Linked DNA regions of Mus musculus: all the other regions are linked to region 1. Evidence: chromatin contacts called from public promoter capture Hi-C data. All regions are on one chromosome and are shown on one strand. Each heading gives the region's core, a stretch centred on a gene start, on an enhancer-like site or on the middle of the called end of the contact. The rest is flanking DNA. Distances are from core to core; before and after follow the strand shown. Region 1 holds the start of Stil (Scl/Tal1 interrupting locus). Region 2 holds the start of Rragc (Ras-related GTP binding C). Region 3 holds the start of Ppie (peptidylprolyl isomerase E (cyclophilin E)). Region 4 holds the start of Cap1 (CAP, adenylate cyclase-associated protein 1 (yeast)). Region 5 holds the start of Ppt1 (palmitoyl-protein thioesterase 1). Region 6 holds the start of Smap2 (small ArfGAP 2).

Region 1 (2,826 bases), core at 218-2,717:
GCACACACATGAACACACAATAAATACATTTTAAACACTAATGAAAAATTTAAAAAATGAATCATCTGACTCAAGATAGAGGATTACTAACAAAGGTGTAAGTCATTTAGAAGAGACCTTTTCTATATAGTCTAAGGCTAAAAATATTGGGAGAGCAAAGTTCTACTGGATATAACCTTTAAGGATCAATTAAAACTTATCCCAGAGATATGAAACTTCTTGAAATACAGGCTTGTTTTTCTTGTTTGTTTGTTTGCTTGTTTTAAAAGAAGCCTTTCTTTAGCAGTTGACTGCCATGGTATCAGTAATCACACTGATAACTCTACCCCCACAAAGTATAAGTTTTCCTCACCAACAGGAATGACTTAAGTGCCTGTCTCTCCTTTCATGCATTAGGTCTTTCTCATCTGAAAGCCACCAAATGAGATTTGATAACTAGCTCATCTTGATAGTATTACTTATAAAGCTAATGGAGCCAAAGCTGTACAAACCTGTACCTAACAAAAATAGTCTGCTCAGGGAATGTCTTCATTGTGCAGCAAATGAGGACCATCAAGTCACCCTCACCTCTTCTCCCTCTTACCCATAGAAAGTTCTTTCTGGCCTCCCACCTTAGCTGTCCTCCTCAGCCCAGCCAGATTTACTGACAAGTCCCTCCAGTGCAGACACAAATGGGTTTATGTACAAGTTTTTCCCCTGACTAGAAAGTCAATAGCTTTTCTTCATATATAAAATAAAAACCCTTCATATTAAGGTCCTACCCAATTACTGCAACCATAACCCCGGTCACTCATCCTCCAGTCCTAACTCGACTATCAGCAGTCGATAGGACTACACAGGCTGTCCTCCCCTTCCTTTGGAATTTCCTACTAAATCCTATCATCCAACCCCCAACACGAATGTGCAATCTCTCAGGGTGACATCACTGTCTTTGTGTTCAGACACTGTACGTCCACGCCTCACTTTTGACATAGGTCTACTTCCTGTAGACCACGGACTATAAACACGTAATAGATTCCTTACACAGTCTGGGTCAGATAGAAAGAATGCAAAAAAGCAAGGATCAGGGTTTCAGTCTCCAAGAAATTTCTACAGTGAAGTCAATCTGAGGCACGTCACAATGTAAACTTCTTTCCCATTTTTTAGCAGTGAGGTCCGCCTTCTTTCTCCCCTGGCGGCCCTGTGGTCATCGGTTCCACCGCGCTAACTCCGACCTTACAGGCCGCTTGTTACTCACCGTGCTTCCCGGGCCCGTAGGGCGCCTCGGGGAATCAGGAGCTCAAAGATCCACCGTCGCTGTTGTCACGGCCGCCGCCAAGCTAGGGTTTGGTTGTTGGGCCCGTTTGTTGGGCACGCAGAGTCAGGATCCAGGTAGCGTCTCAGATGACTGCGGCCCCGCCTCTGGGACGTTGGGGTCGCGGGAACCGAGGCGGCAAGCGCTCGCTGGAGGGAACCAAAGGGCGCGCCGCGCCTGCTGATTGGCCAGAAGCCCGGCCAGTCCCGCTGCAGGGGCGGTACCACGGTCGTCACGCAACGTCTCAACTGCAGACTGCTGTGACGACCAATCGGAGCCCAGCCTGGGATTAGCGCTCGCCCTATCCCAAGGTTCTTTAAAGAACCGAGGGCGCCATCGCAGCTCTGTGTCACTACTCAGAGGATTTAAACCTTCATTTGGTCAACGGTTAAGTTCCGGTTTGGCTGGCATTGGCCAAACGCATGCGCAGTTAAAAAAAGAAATCCCGGCTGGTTTGCTGGAAGTGCTTCCTGCACAGATTGTGGTCTGACTGCTGGGATCCACTTAGCCAAGCTTGGTTCTCCCCTGTAATTCCTGCGCTCTTCCGAGGCAGGTGCTGAGACAGGAGGCTCGCCACGAGTTAGAGACAAGCTGGAATTATTTAGAGACCCTGTCTCAAAAGACTAGAGTCGAGTGTGGTGGTGCGCCGCCTTAGTCCCAGCTTTGAAGAGGTGGGTGGAGGCAGAGAGGTCTTCTAAGCTACGAAGCAAATCAAAGACCAACTTGGTCTGCATGAGACCCTGTCTCAGGAGAAAAAAAGTTTTCAAGCCCTTAGATGATCAGAGATAGAGGAGGTTAAATTTGCTTTAAGTTGTTTCTAAAATATGATCGATCTTACCAATTTTGGGAAATTCCTTCTCGTTGAACAGAAAATACTGGTGGCTATTTATACTTATTTCCAGTGCTGATATTGGGGACAGTTGTGGTGTGTGATTTATGTGTGCGTGCTGCCAGAGGTCCATGTTGGAGATCTTTGAGATGATCAGGCATTCGTTGTAATTAAAACAAAACAAGAAAAGACTTAAATTAAAAAGGAAGCACGTCTATAGTGTTAGGGGAAGGTAGCAAACGTGTTCTTAGGATTAGTTCATGTTACATTAAACTTTGTGTATTTTTTAAAAGGCAGGTAAAAATCTAAATACATAAAAGACTTTAAATTAATAATGTATCAATGTTGGGTTAATAGAAACAAATGTACATACTTATATAAGATGTTAAAAAAAAAAAGAGGAAAGTGCGTGGGAGGTGTGCTTCATTTATTTTCTGTATATCTGAGACTGTTCTGGGAGGCTAGTATGCAGCTAAGTAGTAGTGTAGGACCCCAGCATGTGCAGGGTCCTGGGTTGAGTGACTAGCACCACACACTAAGTAAATACTTTTAACAGGTAAAATCTGGGGCTGTAGAGATAGCTCAGTGGTTAAGAGCACTTGCTGATCTTGCAGATCATCTTGGTTGCCGGCATCCTGGTTAGATAGATCACAGTTGTCTTCTGGCCTCCTTGGGCACACCCATCCCTGGCTGCCACACATGC
Region 2 (2,826 bases), core at 160-2,659, 8.9 Mb before region 1:
TGCCTGATACAACCCTAACATACAGCAAATTTGTCTCTCAGTGTTAACTTGGAAGAGAGAAAAAGTTCTCATAGGTTTCAAGTGGTAGTTACTTAGCATAAGCACTCCCCCCAAAGGTCTAACTTTGACACAGACGTGAGAAAATAAAACAGTTGTCCAGCAAGTGCAGGGGCGGAAGATGTGGGGGTAGGCAGCGATGTTGCTTTTTAAAAACACCACCCCTACAAAATACCAGAGATTTCTGTTTGGACAGACCTTTGTGTCAGAGTGGAAATGGGGAAAGCATGGTTGTCTGTGACCGTAGTTTTACCAGAAGTTCGCTCTGTTTGTAATGGGAATGGCTGATTGAAAGAAATCAACCCTGCCTCTATTTCCCTAAAAATACAAAGCCTTAGGCATTCATTCTATTCGTTCACGACGGACCCAAGTGAAAACAAATGCACTGATGTCTGTCCGCCTGCAAAACCGTCTCCAAAGATCGCTGTGACCAGCTACTGGGGACTGTCACCTGTAACTGCAACCACAGGGCTACAAGTTCTAAATAAAGTAGGTGTAGCGATAGAGTCCCCCCCCCCGCCCCCCCCCCCAAAAAATGTTTTTACAGAAGTCTCCAACAGACTGACAACAAACACTGAGATGCCCAGTGTCTTCGCCACAACACTTTCAGGCGCCGCTACGGTCCAGAGGCTGGGAGGAGATCCCTGAAAACTCCTGTCACCTAAGTGAGATGCGGCGGGACAGCACGCTCACCAAGTTCTCCGCGTGAGAACCGGGGACGACGGGTCGGTTTCGTCAACGCCACAAGGGCAGCGACCAGAAGGGAGGAGTTCTAGGGCGGTGACCGGCACCTGCCTCCTCCCTCCAGCCAGCGTCGCCTCCTGGCCCCCCTCGACCCTCGGAGGCCCAGGTCGGGGACCCTGGGCGAACCGCGCCCAGGCTCTGCGCTCGCAGGTGTGGACAGTGCCCGGGGACGCAGCGCCAGGCCTCCACCCTCTCAGGCCTCCTGGGCACCCGCCACCTGAGCGCCGTGGGCCGGGCAAAACCAAGGGCAGGCGGCGGCTGCGGGGCGCTCACCTTCTGGATGGAGGATTTGCCGCTGCGCCGGAGCCCCATAAGCAGGATCCTCGGCTTGGAGCTGTCAGCGCCGCCCGGGCCGCAGCCGCCGCCGGCCCCCGCGCCTCCGCCGCCACCCGCCGCTGCCTCCTCTTCCTCCTCCTCCACGCCGTAGCCGAAGTCCTTGGGGAACGAGTCGGCTGCGCCGTAACTGCCGGCCAGGGGCGTCTCCTCCGCCCCGTACTGCAGGGACATGGTGCTGGACCACCACCGCCCGCGCCCTGACAGGCCAGGCCAGGTTAGGCCGCCGCCTCCCCAGGCCGCCGCTGTTGCCGCCGCCCCCGGCAGTAGCCGCCGCAGGGCCCGCCCATAAGCCCAGCTCCGATTGGGCCGCCGCCAAGCTTCGGTTTATTATTGGCTGGGCGGGCTGCCACTCTGGGACAACAGGGTAAGTGGTACTATCACGTGCCCGGAATCACCTGACTAGCAGCGGCAGAAGGGGGGGAGGCGTCACGAGGAGTTCGGCCTGGCCGCGCCTCTCGTCGGCCTCCGGGCCTTCGCCCTGGGGGCACAGCCCGCAACGCACCTCGGCCTTCCATGCGCGCGCTGGGCTGCTCCCCGCTCCCCGCCTTCTTCCGGGCTCCGAGAGCAACGCAGGGAAGCTTCTAGGCGTCTGGGTAAGAATTCTTTGTGCCCCCCTCCCTTGTTGCAGCTGCCCTGCCAGTATTTAGTGATGCTTGTCAGGTCCTGGGTACCAGGAAGGCACTGGAAACTGAATTGCCCCTCCATGCCCTCAAGTTGCTTGAAGCTGAACAGAGATTGGACTTCTGTGTAAGTTGACTCAGTACAGATTTTATGGGAAAAGGCCATGAGGATAGATGAATTGCTCTGGAATTGGGTGAGTCCACCGGAGGTCGTGTGTGAGCCAGTCCAGACCTATAGATTCGGCACGTGCGAAAGGCAATTAGGAATCTCAGTGATAACTTGCCTATGCTGGTACCTGGAACCCGATAAGGAAAACAGATACGAGCATGCTAAAACATCTTCTAATTCCGTAAGCAGATCGCTGATAGGATACTGCTGCCCTTATATTCTACCGACTCCATCTTCACGCCCACCTAGTGCCCCTCCAGTAACCCATCCAGCAACTGAGTACTTGACTTCTTTGTGATTAGAGACTAGAGGAATTAGGGCTAATGAAGGCAAATGATTACTGCCAAAGTATGTTTCAGAAAGTTGTAAATGTCTCGGACTCCCAGAAGTGGAAATTTGACAACCCTTAAAATACAGCCGTGTACACTCAAAAGGAGTTGGGGTAGGGATAGGGCTTCTGGTTTTACAAAGTGACTGTTGTTTGCAGGGCTAAGGATGAAATTCGGGGTCTTTTGCGCATGCTAGGGAAAATTCTACCACATAGTCTCATCTCCTACTCAGACAGACTGATCTGACTGTAGAGAGAAAAGTAAGCTCTAGTAGGCCGTCACAACCTCACCTAAAAAATATCAACTCCACAGTACCTAATAGACAGGCAGAATGCACTTAAATATGCGTGTGTCTCTCAGTATCAATGGGAGAATGCTTTCAGGACACCCTTAATCCGATTAACCGACTGGAAGACGGTCAGATTCCTAGTATAGGCTATTTACATGTGAACCTATGCACACTCCATGTACTTTATATTATCTCTGCATTAATTATAATAACCAGTACAATGAAAAATGAAATTGTGTCTTTGCCAGGCATGATATGATGGCCCACATCCGTAAATCTCAG
Region 3 (2,826 bases), core at 133-2,632, 8.1 Mb before region 1:
TGATGTTTTTTTAAGAGGAAAAAGAGGGGAATCTGTGATAGAATGGCTAGGATGTGGTGGTCATGTTTTGGTTGACCGTATTAATTAGGGTAGGCCAAGGGGGGATTTGACTGTTGTAGTGGCTATTTCTGGTTGTCAACTTGACTATATCTGGAATGAACTACAATCCAGAATTGGAAGGCTCATCAGTGACCCTAATCTGGAGGCTGAGAGATAGAAGTTTCTGACCTGGATCTCAGTATGGAGATCTTGAGGCATAGTGGCTATGGATTTCAGAAGATTAAGACAGGGAGATCAAAGATTAAGATTAAATTCCTTTACTATATAGAGACTACCCACAGTTCTGTGACTCTAGAGAACCCTGACTAATACAATTGTTGAACTTTAATACTTTGATAGCTGGACCTTGGTGATCATCCTCAGGAGGAGGCCAAATAAGGGAATAGACCTTATTTGGCCTACGGCTAGCTTTAGGAATATAACCCTGTTTGTTTGTTTGTTTATTAGCAAGGCAGAGGGAATGGGGAGAAGGACAAGGCCTGCCACACCTGTGCTTACCAAGCTTGGGCCTGCTAGAGCCCTTTAACAATACAGCAAAGCTTCCTGTGGTGGTATATGCTTTTAGTCCCAACCCTCAGGAAGAGATCTCTGTAAGTTCAAGGTCAGCCTGGTTTACATAGTGAATTCCAAGATATTCAGGACTACATAGGAAGATCCAGTCTCAAAATAAATACATAAAATAAAACTTGTTAAATTTCTATTTGAGGTAGGTTGGTGGTATTCAATTGGGATTTCAGCACTGGGGAGGCTGAGATCTGGAAGGCATAGTGGGATACTCTAACAAGCAAACAAATGTGATCCTACTGTTTTGTACTGCTATTGAGAACCTATAAATTTAAATATTACGTTAGAACAAGAGTATAGCAAACACTTTGCCCAAAGGGCCAGATGGTAAAATATCAATGGCCGTGGGAGGAACAGGTCTCTTCCCTTTGTAACATGAAAGCAGCCAGACAATAGAAAAGGAACGGATGTGGCTATACTCTAACAATTAAACTTCGTGATATTGAAATTTTAATTTCATATAATTTTCATCTCTCAAGAAATATTGTCGATCCTTCGCCTCACCCCGGTTCAAAGTGTAAAAACCGTTCTTGGCTCCCGAATTGGCCAAAAACAGCTGCCTGGACAGCCCGGACCATAGTGTGTTGGTAATGGTTCAATTGCCGTTAATATCTAGGTTGATCAGACCAAGGTTTGTTTCCTTCCAGCTCTGGGAGCTACAGCCAAGAAGGGGCGGAGCCTGCAGCCGCACAAAGACCCGCCCCGACCTAAGGGGAGGGGCGACGGCGAGGGGGCCGGCCGAGTGCCGGCTTCCGGCGGAAACGGGCGCGAGCAAGATGGCCACCACCAAGCGTGTGCTGTACGTGGGTGAGCAGGCGCGGGAGCTAGACTTAGTCTGAGCAATGTGGGAAAGGGGGAAAGCAGCCGGGGTCTATGGAGGGCTTGCTGGGCCTGAGGGTGTGAGCCCGAGATGGAAGGACAATTCCGGCGACCTTCCTAGTCCACTAAGCGCACAGGAACCCCGACGAGTGACAAGAATTTTGGGCTTCCAAATCCCTCCCGCCCATTCGTTTTACAAACATTCAGTGCGGAATGGCTGGATCTCTGCCCTAAAGGAGGAGTTACCAGACTATCTAGGAGAAAGTGGGAAATAACCTACACACCCTAGCGTTGTAATAGGGACTAACAATGATGACAGGAACTTGGGTGAGGGCAAACTTTCTGTTGCCGGGACGCAGAAGTTGAGCAGGAGTTGGGCAAAGAGTCAGAGTAGAGGCAAAGCTGTTCGCTGCACCGGAGCCGAAGCTCAAAGGCGTAAAAGAGCCTGGCGCCTAGGGGCAGCTGGGTCATTTTTCGAGAAACTCAGGGAAATTGGGGAAAACAAAATGGAAGATACAAGAGAGATCGGCGAGAGTCGGATGATAACCCTGTGTACACTACCAAGGAGCTCTCACTTTATCTTGAGGACAGTGACATTTAAGACTTTGAAGTCTAAGAGAACCGATGGATTCATTTCCACTTATATTTGGTTGGGGGGGGGCGGTTGGAGGAAGGAATTGAGGCAGAGAGGTCAGTTACAAAGCTTTCACAAGAGTTGGAGATCGAATCAGAACTGTTTAAAAGGAGATTGAAGAAAGGAAAGTAGTGTGGGTAGGCTGTAGAGAGAGATGTTTGTGTAGACAAAGGACTGGATGGAAAGATCCCTCCCTTTGCCTGTCATACCAGTGACAGGCAAAGTCCCTGGTGTGCAGGGACCTCTGAGTGTGTAGGACAGCGGCTCAGAAGGTCCTTGGCTCATTTGCAGGCGGGCTGGCAGAAGAGGTGGACGACAAGGTTCTTCATGCTGCATTTATCCCCTTTGGAGACATCACAGATATTCAAATTCCTCTGGACTATGAAACAGGTGGGTCATTTGAGTGTCTTTAACGCTCATTACCCTCCGATAGGGAAAGAATTAAAGTCACATTCCAGTTCTAAATTTACATTCTTAAGTTCTAGTAGAATTCTTGCCCACCATATGAGGCTTTGGTTTCAGTTCCCAGCACTAATCACACAGAGACACACACAGAGGGGCAGAGACACACACAGAGACACACACAGAGGGGCAGAGGGGCAGAGACACACACAGAGACACACACAGAGAGGCAGAGGGGCAGAGACACACACAGAGACACACACAGAGAGGCAGAGGGGCAGAGACACACACAGAGAGGCAGAGGGGCAGAGAGGAGAGAGACAGGGTGGGAATAGCAAGATCTTTAA
Region 4 (2,826 bases), core at 123-2,622, 7.9 Mb before region 1:
TATTATAAACGGATGATTTTTGTGCCATAATTTGGTATGTTGTCATTTCTGTTTTAAACAAACTGGGAGTCATAAACTGGGGGAGGCCAGTAAATTGTCCAAAGCACCTTGATCAAAGTCGGGACGCTAGTAAAGGGCTCGGAGTCAGGAATGGAACAACTTACGTCTACAACCAGAGGCACCCAATGCCTCAAATGTTCCCAGATCTATCTATCACTGGGGATGATTAAATTCATTGGTTCTAAGACAGTCAAATGCGTGCTCTGTTTAAAGTTTCAACATCTACTTTGTGACCTTGGCAAGTTATTCAGCTTCCTCATTTGAAGCTCCGAGGATGTAATGGTACCTACCGCAGAGAGTTGCTATTAGGATTAAATGAAAATGGTTTGAGCGCTCAGCACAAGCCTGGCATGTAGTCAGCGCACAGTAAATGGTAGCTATTATTACATGAACTGTATTTGTTGAATGATTGACTCTGGCATATAACACCTGCATTCAACTTGAACGCGGAGTTGTCAGTCATCCAGTCGAAGGGGTAGGAACCATAGCACAGCACTCGCCAATTTTTTTTCTAGAAATAAATCTTTGTGGGAGGATAATGACCGGTTGGAAAGTGTTAAGTCCGGAGGAAACAAAGACGCGATCCCCCGTCTAAGAAGCAGGGAGGCGAAGACTGCCCTGCAGGCTGCAGTTACAGCTCTGAATCGCACACGGGCTCATTAGCAGCCAGCTGGGCATACATAGCTTGGGGCGATGAAGCCTCAAAAGCAAGATTTTTAAGGAATGGGACAAGATCTCCTTTAATTTTGCTCATTTCATTTCAGGGACCACACCCTACAGGGTGGGAGGAAGAACTCCGAAGCCTGAGGCGGAAGCTTAAGCACAGCCACGGACCTGACCATCTATGGTCACAAAACGCACAGAGCAAACAGGAAGTGGGGCGCGAGTGGAAGATTTTCTCCACCTTCCCAGCCCTAGCCTCGGAATCGAGCGAGGGCGAGCATGCCCAGACGCTCAAAGCCTACTCTATTAGCCTCCGCGACCGAGTCCATTGCTTTTCTGTACTACAGACAGGGAAACCAAGGCTTGCACGCCCAGCCAGGGGCGAAATTTGGTCCCGGTCCCCCCAACCACCAGACACTGGGTCTCAGAGCCTTCTAGCCCCACTGTTGTTCCCTGAACCTCTTCCGGACTGAGGCTAAAAACGTAACGACCTCAGTCTCCGAGCACAAATTGACAAAACAAGCAGCCACTCAGCTGTCTTCCTTTGAGGAGGTGGGGCTTGGTTAGGAACTCCAGCTCCTTATTGGTCTGGGCCTCGGGGCGTGACCAACCGTGGACACGCCCCTTCCCCGAGTTTTCCTCCCCCACCTCCCTTGGAGGCGGAGCCCTTTTCCAAACGCTCCTAAGCCAGATTCTCTCTCCGGTGGCGGGGAATGAGGGCGGAGTCACGAGCGGAGCGGCCAAACTTCTTCCTCTCCCCCGGGCTAGCGTTACAGCCAGTGGTTCATTTCCGGTGGGGGTGCCGCGCCCAGTGAGGGCCCGGAAGTGGGTCGCGCGAAGACCGCTGGGCGGTTCTTGCCGGAAGTGGAGAGCGGCTGATCGCAGTCCGGAGGTGAGGCGGAACTCTTAAGGTGAGGGTTGGTGGTTGGATAAGGATTGGGATGGTCTTTGGGGCCCACCGGGTCCTGGCCGTTAGTAAAGGCTGTGCTAGCCTACGCGCGTTTGAGGAGTCTTGCTGAAAGGCCGGGGTTTGGGCCCTTCGGCCATCCCGGGCTCCTGGGTGCGGTCTCTTGAGGTGGGGCTGGGGTACCAGATTGAACCAGGAGGTCTTGGGGAAGCCACTTTCTCCTTGATTTCGCAGCTCTGCCTATCAGCCTCCGCGGAGGCCTGATTCCTAAAGGCATCCTAACCAACTGAATGGACCCTGGGAGACCTTAGAATTTCCTCCTGACCGGGTCTTGTTCCCATTACTCGGATGGGTAACTTGATCTCGGAGAAGAAAAGAATCTGGTTTTAGAGAGAGGTTTCCAGTCCTAGATCCTTCCTTTCCTTGGAACCTCTCTAACTTTCGATCTGGGCAGCTGCAGGTTAAAGGCTATCTGGTAGTAGAACTAAAAAAAAAAAAAAAGTTAAAAATTTGGAATGCCTGTTAAATTTAAGGTAGGCTAGTAAGCCCTGCGTTTACGTTCAGTGAGCTCCCCTTACTCTTAGACTGCCACTGTTCACTCGCAATCCAAGCTAACTTTATGGGAGGTGCTGTCCACTTCTGGATCTGAAGTCAGATGATTCAGGTTGGGTCTGGCACAGTTGCCAAGTGCCTGTGGTCGTAGGATCGCTGTGTTTATTCTGTGTTGGCAACATGGAAAATGTCATCGAATACAGCTTTGAAAAGTCTAGTCATTGCCCCCATCGAGTTAGCAGTGAAAGACAGTTAAGAAATAGTTACAAATGTGGTGAGGGTGCTGTGGAAGGACGCAGCAAGGGAGTCAGAAGCGTTTTGAAAGATCAAGAGGGTGTGTGTGTGTGTGTGTGTGTGTGTGTGTGTGAGAGAGAGAGAGAGAGAGAGAGAGAGAGAGAGAGAGAATATATTAGATAGAGGTTAGTTAGTATCAGAACTGTCAGCTGTAGCTCTTTGTACTGCTTTCCCTTGAAGTGAAAATCCAGGGTTAGAACAGCACGTTCATCATCTGCCAAGCATTTATTGGACCTCAGTATGTGTGAAAACATTTTAGCTTAGGCACTTAGCCCTTCTGGCTAGGAATACACTTGTTCTCTGGTGATATGTACAGTATGGGAGGAACCGGCAAATCAAGGGTGGTTGAG
Region 5 (2,826 bases), core at 219-2,718, 7.8 Mb before region 1:
CATGTAGCTCTGGCTGATGTGGAACTTGCCATGTAGATCATGCAGGCCTCAAACTCGGGGTGTTCCTCCTGCTTCTGCCTCCGGAGTGCTGGGGAGTTACATTCCTAAACTAGCTCTTTACAGTTGCTAGCTAGCACAAAGGGCTTAGAACAGTTCTTTACAAATGTAAATTCTACCACCTCACAAGTTCCTAGTGAAATTCCAAGTCCTTACACTAATCTTAAAAGCCCCAGCATACTTGTCCACCCTCTTATTCCCTTGCTCCCGCTGCTCCTGCTACACTGCTCTGCATGCTAGTCTGCCAAGCTCAGGGCCTTTGCACCTGCTGCTCCTGTGACCACATGTCCCTATGGCATCTTCCCTCGTCCTCCTTTTTTTCTTCTCTTTTTTCCTTCTTTTATTTTTTTTATTGGATATTTTCTTTATTTACATTTAAATGTTTTCCCCTTTCCAGGTCTCCCCATCGGAACCCCCCTATCCAATCCCCCCTCCCCCTGACTCTATGAGGGTGTTCCCCACCCACCCACTCCTGTCTTCCCTCCCTGGCATTCCCCTACACTGGGGCATCGAACATTCTCAGGTTCAAGGGCCTCTCCTCCTACTGATGTCCAAGTCCATCCTCTGCCACATAGGCAGCTGGAGCCATGGGTCCCTCCATGTGTACTCTTTAGTTGGTGGTCCAATCCCTGGGAGCTCCGGGGGGGTGGGGCGGGAGGGAGGATCTGGCCAGTTGCTCCCTCCATGGTGCTGCATCCTCTTAAGCTCTACTCAGTTGTCACTCTTGGGTGAATCCCGTTTCCTGTTCTAACTTGCTCCGTAGAAGCACAAGCTCACACCTGAGGCTCTATCTTCTGTTTTCACTGCACTCCTGGCCATTTGACAAGTTTCCCGTATTTCCTTATAATACGTTTCCCCCACTGGACAGCAAGTTCCAGAAAGATGAGAATGCTTCATGCTCAGGTATAGCAGGTGCTCTGAGGTAACTGTATAAAGGACATGAAGGCCCCTGGTAGATCTCTATTCAGATGTGAAGGAATGAAAGCCTGAGTGTGCAGTCCAGCTCTGCAGGGGCAGGCTGGACTGACTGTGAGATACTGCAGGCTGATGCTACTGCTGCCAGGATTTTAACAAAGCATAAACCAAGCCGTGCACAATACTCACTGAGCACTCACTAAAGACACCTGGTTGTCGTCCCTTCCGTGCAGAGCAACAAATCCGAAAACCTTGGACTAGGCGGGTGCTGTGGAATCCCTATCGTCTTTCCAGATTTAAGAACCGAGGGGGGAAAAGGATGCCCCCGTCCACGCCCACTCACCCATCCCATGCCAGATCACCAGCGGTGGTGGTGAAGGTGGGTCCAGATGCCCCAGGGCCCAGGCGGCGCAGCACCAAGGCAGCAGAGCGGCAGCTAGCAGCCTCCGCGAACAGGACGACGCCATCTTAGCAATCACATGACCGCGGGGACTGTGGACCAAAGTAATTCCGGTGGCCACGCCCCCTGCCGGGCTCTGCATCCTGACAGAGACGTTTATTCATTGCTTAACACCCACCAGACTCTACTATATAAGGGCTTTCCATCTTTTAATTGATCTTATGCACTGCTCTCATTTTACACCCAAGGACGCCTAGGTGACAATTCCCCCTTCCCCCTACGGAACTTTGCCTTCTCTTTCAGCTGTGTATTAGCAGAAAAGAGCTGTTTATTCGCTAACAATTATGTCATTTGCACGTAATTTTAATTCTATGTGTGGGCGTTTCATATGTGTACGGCTCGCGTTCTACAGCGCATGTGTGGAGGCCAGAGAACCGCTTGCAGGAGCGGTCAGAGGGATTGAACTGAGGTCATCCATCAGGCTTGGCTGCAGGTGCTTTCCCCCTAGGAGACTGTTTTTATTTTAGCACATGTGTGAGAAATTAGGTAAGGTCCTCGGAGGCGGAGGCAGAAAACTCTTCAGCACAGTGCCATAGTACTTATAGCCCTTGGAAGAAAAGGCTCAGTGTCGGGACTGGGGAAGGGAGACTTGATTTTCATCCAGGGCAAGTTATATCATGGTGAGGTTTGGTTTGGATCGTAAAGCTAAGATGGGGTTTCAAAAGCTAAAGATGTAATTAGGGAGGAGGAAGTTTGGACTCCTGAAGAGGGAAAAAAGTATCTTATTAAAGATGTAATAAGACTTCCAGGCTGTCATGGACTCTCAGGTATTTCATGTACTAGGAAGATGGGAAACATAGCTACGTCCTATCCAAGCTCCACTCTGGTTTATTATAGCCCAGAGGCTCCTGTCTATGCTCCCACATCTTTTCTAGATTCCCTCAGTGCAGCCTCGGCACCTCAATGACAGTGTCAAACATTTTTTCCCCTAAAAAAGCATTAAAAATGTTTAAAGGAATCTGTTAAATAGGGTGTATTCACGGTACAGTGGGACTCTCTGACACCGGCTTTATAAAGGATGAAGTAGTCTTGTAGAGAGCGACATATGAAAAATCTAGAAGAATAACCGGTTGTGCACCCACATGAAACCCTTCTGTACCACCCCACTGAAACCAGCAGTTACTTAGTAATTGGAAAGCCAATTAAAATACAGGATTAGGATGCATTATACAGTGCACAGTCTGATAAGCGTTGGGCCAGCTAGATTGTTCAGCTGGATAAAACAATGGCCACTAAGCCATTCCTGATCCTTTCCTCTTGAGAACTATGATAGCTTGAGGTTAAAAAAAACAAGTTGTGCAAGCTGTCTTCTGAGCTCTATACACCGACAGTCACATGTCCCCATAGAGACTCATAAACACACAATGTAAACAAATAAATCAGAGTAAAAACAA
Region 6 (2,826 bases), core at 120-2,619, 6.0 Mb before region 1:
TAAATATATAATATAAACATTTTGAGGGGAGCCTGGTCTTGGGAGAAAGTAGAGATGAACAAGACTGCTGTCTTAGAGGCAAATAAACACTTTGTCTTGCTGGCCTCCCTGGTCTATTACTCTAGCCTTCAGAAGAATCCCTTAAGAGCAAATATCAGGAAGTAGCGTTCTCTTCCCCTTTAGCACATCCTGTTTTTTCTCAGTCTCTTTTAAGAATTTGATGAGTGAAGGGACGGAATGCATACACAGGAAGATGGCCGTGGGTTCAAGACACTATTTGTAACAAGAGAGGCTTTGGAAAATAATACCTAATAACCATTTTTAAGTAGCTGCTTATTCCATGTTACCCTATAACTGGCTCTCCCCCAAACAACCTGAGAGATGGCTCAGCAGGTGAGAGAGTTTGGTAATCTCTCATAGGACCCTGGTTCCTTCCCCAACACCCACATCACACACCCTCATCCATCAGCTGAAACTCCAGCTTCAGGTACTGCAATGCCCTCTTCTGGCCTCCTTGGACACCTACACACACACACACACACACACACACACACACACACACGCACGCACGCACGCACGCACGCACGCACGCACACGCACACGCACACGTACGCACTCACACACGCACGCATGCACACACACGCAAGTAAAGGAGGCTAGGTATGGTGGCACATACCTTTAATCCCAGCACTTTGGAGGCAGTTCTCTGTTAGTTCGAGGCTATCCTAATCTACAATATAAAGTTCCAGGCCACCAAGGGCTACTTAGGAAGAACCTGTTCAAAAAAAAATTTTTTTTAAAGGAAAGAAAAGTTCTGCCTAGACACTAGTCAGAGCGATGCTCAAAAAGGGCAGTAGTCACAGAGAAGACTAATGTATATCAGCGGCAGGAGGCATTCCAAGTTAGAAGTGATCACGAGGGAGGGTGTAATGTCTCTTTAACTCGGGTCAGAGGGTGAGTCCTTTTGTCTCTTGAAGGAAAGACTAACCTAAAGGAGTCTGGGATAGCCACAACCCTTGTATTATATAAGGATAATAAACACACATCTTATAAAGGTTGCTGTGAAGAGCATACTGTGATAATTGATAGAAAGCGCTTAGAGCAGTACATGGCACACAGTATGAGCTCTGTAAATGTTGGTCGTTCCCTTCACTTTATTCTCTTCACTCTCCTCCCTCTCCACCCGGCTTCATTCATTCTTTTCCAAGGGCACGCAGGGGGCGTGTCCTCCCTCCCGCCGCTTCCACCTAAGCCCCGCCCCCGGCTCTTCCCGGATTGGTTCCTAGGAGGCGGAGCCAAGGGGAGAGCCCAGTGCAGCGCGGTGGGCGGGGCGCATGCGCGGGTTGGGCTGGGTGGAGGAGGAGAGGAAGAGCTGCCGGAAGTAGGCGGTGGAGGTGGCGGCTGAGCTGGTCGCAGCTGCCAGGGAAACCGAGGCGGGAAGCACAGCGGGCAGACCCTCAACACTCGGGGTCAAGTGTGCGTCCCGCACGCCTGAAGCCGGGAGCTCGCTCCACCTAGGCCACTTCTGGGGTCCCGCAGCCTCCGCGAGTCCCTGCCTTGCCCGAAGCCCGCCAGGGGGCGCCGCGCTGAGGGGCTGAGGGGCTGCGGGGCGGGGGCGCTGACGGCTCTGACCCCGGGGCTGCTCCGGGCCGGGCGAGAGGACCGCCTGGGCGGGGACCCCAAGGCCTCAGCCCCGGACAGAGGCAGGGGTTCTTGGGGGGTGCAGGGGGCGCGTCGCCCTCTGCCCCCGCCGGCACCCTGGCCATGACAGGCAAGTCGGTGAAGGACGTGGATCGGTACCAGGCGGTCCTGGCCAACCTGCTGCTGGAGGAAGATAACAAGTTCTGTGCTGACTGCCAGTCCAAAGGTAACGCATCCGGGGCGCCGGCGGGGGGCCAGCTGCGGGGCGGCGGCGTGGCGATGAGCTGCGATGGCCTGAGTGGGGAGGGGGTTCTGGAGCTCAGGGCGAGTCCTCTTCGTATGACCACGCGAGCCACCCTCGCTCATGAGCTTGCTGGGTTTCCTCGGGCTTGGGACTTGGGGTTTGGTGTGGGCGAGTGTGTGTGTGTGTGTGTGTGTGTGTGTGTGTGTGTGTGTCAGCGAAGTGGGGATGATATAGTGGGGGGTGGGGTTGCCCGGTGTGTTCAGGTGAGACTGTCTATGTTGCAGACTCTGAATGGCTTCTGGGCTCGCTGTCATGCAGAGCTGGCAGCCTTTTACTTGGCAAAGCTGTGGGTGAGCTGCAGTGTGGTGGGGGTGGCGGTGGGGGTGACGAGGAGGAAGGTGAGATGACTAAGAGAAAAACTGTCGAAATGATATTTAAAGGTGGCATTCCTTGCTGTCTGCTATGTCGTTAGCAGCTCCTGTCATTTTACCACCTTGTTGAGCTCAGACCGAGTGCTTAGGTGGCTTTCTTCACCCAGGTCGTGTGCACTGAGAAACAGCTACCTTATGCAGTGACACAGTGCGGATTTCTAGGTAGTCTAGCCTGGGTTGTGGAGGCCTCATGCGTGTGTGGTGAGCGAAACTAGCAGACCTGGACTGTAGTGCAGGACCCGTTCAAGCAGGGAGAAAAGGAAGCAAGGAATTCCCCCAATTCGTTATTTCCCTGGTGATTACACCTTTAGAGAGGAAATAGAAATTGGCCACAACCACTTAGCCTTTGTTTTCTGTGTCTGTAAAGGTTCATGCTGTGTTACAATTAAAGGTCAATATGGTAGAAAATTTACTAGTGAATTCTGTACAGCTTTGTAGGTAGGAGCAGCTATAATTGGGAGGGGGTATTTACTTTAGTTCATTTCCTGAATTTGCCATGTAGCATATGGG

What was found. Promoter capture Hi-C pulls out the DNA fragments that hold promoters and counts their contacts.
Region 2: a contact with region 1 is called in a promoter capture Hi-C map of pre-B cells. The contact joins the promoter of Rragc here to the promoter of Stil in region 1. A contact is called at or near these places in 1 of 39 promoter capture datasets (pre-B cells) and 1 of 484 Hi-C or Micro-C datasets (B cells).
Region 3: a contact with region 1 is called in a promoter capture Hi-C map of pre-B cells. The contact joins the promoter of Ppie here to the promoter of Stil in region 1. A contact is called at or near these places in 3 of 39 promoter capture datasets (cranial neural crest, maxillary cranial neural crest and pre-B cells).
Region 4: a contact with region 1 is called in a promoter capture Hi-C map of pre-B cells. The contact joins the promoter of Cap1 here to the promoter of Stil in region 1. A contact is called at or near these places in 4 of 39 promoter capture datasets (cranial neural crest, frontonasal cranial neural crest, maxillary cranial neural crest and 1 more).
Region 5: a contact with region 1 is called in a promoter capture Hi-C map of second pharyngeal arch cranial neural crest. The contact joins the promoter of Ppt1 here to the promoter of Stil in region 1. A contact is called at or near these places in 3 of 39 promoter capture datasets (cranial neural crest, maxillary cranial neural crest and second pharyngeal arch cranial neural crest) and 1 of 484 Hi-C or Micro-C datasets (B cells).
Region 6: a promoter capture Hi-C map of cranial neural crest shows a contact between it and region 1. The contact joins the promoter of Smap2 here to the promoter of Stil in region 1. A contact is called at or near these places in 1 of 39 promoter capture datasets (cranial neural crest) and 1 of 484 Hi-C or Micro-C datasets (B cells).

The regions. Positions count from the first base shown.
Region 1 is chr4:114,998,759-115,001,584 of GRCm38.p6, reverse strand. It overlaps Stil (Scl/Tal1 interrupting locus), which reads right to left and starts at 1,467. Exons shown (of 17, transcript NM_009185.3): 1 at 1,238-1,467.
Region 2 is chr4:123,916,016-123,918,841 of GRCm38.p6, reverse strand. It overlaps Rragc (Ras-related GTP binding C), which reads right to left and starts at 1,409. Exons shown (of 7, transcript NM_017475.2): 1 at 1,075-1,409. The coding sequence starts at 1,308. It also overlaps D130007C19Rik.
Region 3 is chr4:123,138,507-123,141,332 of GRCm38.p6, reverse strand. It overlaps Ppie (peptidylprolyl isomerase E (cyclophilin E)), which reads left to right and starts at 1,382. Exons shown (of 10, transcript NM_019489.6): 1 at 1,382-1,431; 2 at 2,369-2,467. The coding sequence starts at 1,401.
Region 4 is chr4:122,884,622-122,887,447 of GRCm38.p6, reverse strand. It overlaps Cap1 (CAP, adenylate cyclase-associated protein 1 (yeast)), which reads left to right and starts at 1,372. Exons shown (of 13, transcript NM_001358035.1): 1 at 1,372-1,634.
Region 5 is chr4:122,834,869-122,837,694 of GRCm38.p6, reverse strand. It overlaps Ppt1 (palmitoyl-protein thioesterase 1), which reads right to left and starts at 1,468. Exons shown (of 9, transcript NM_008917.3): 1 at 1,316-1,468. The coding sequence starts at 1,439.
Region 6 is chr4:121,015,790-121,018,615 of GRCm38.p6, reverse strand. Smap2 (small ArfGAP 2) reads left to right here and starts at 1,369. Exons shown (of 10, transcript NM_133716.3): 1 at 1,369-1,867. The coding sequence starts at 1,765.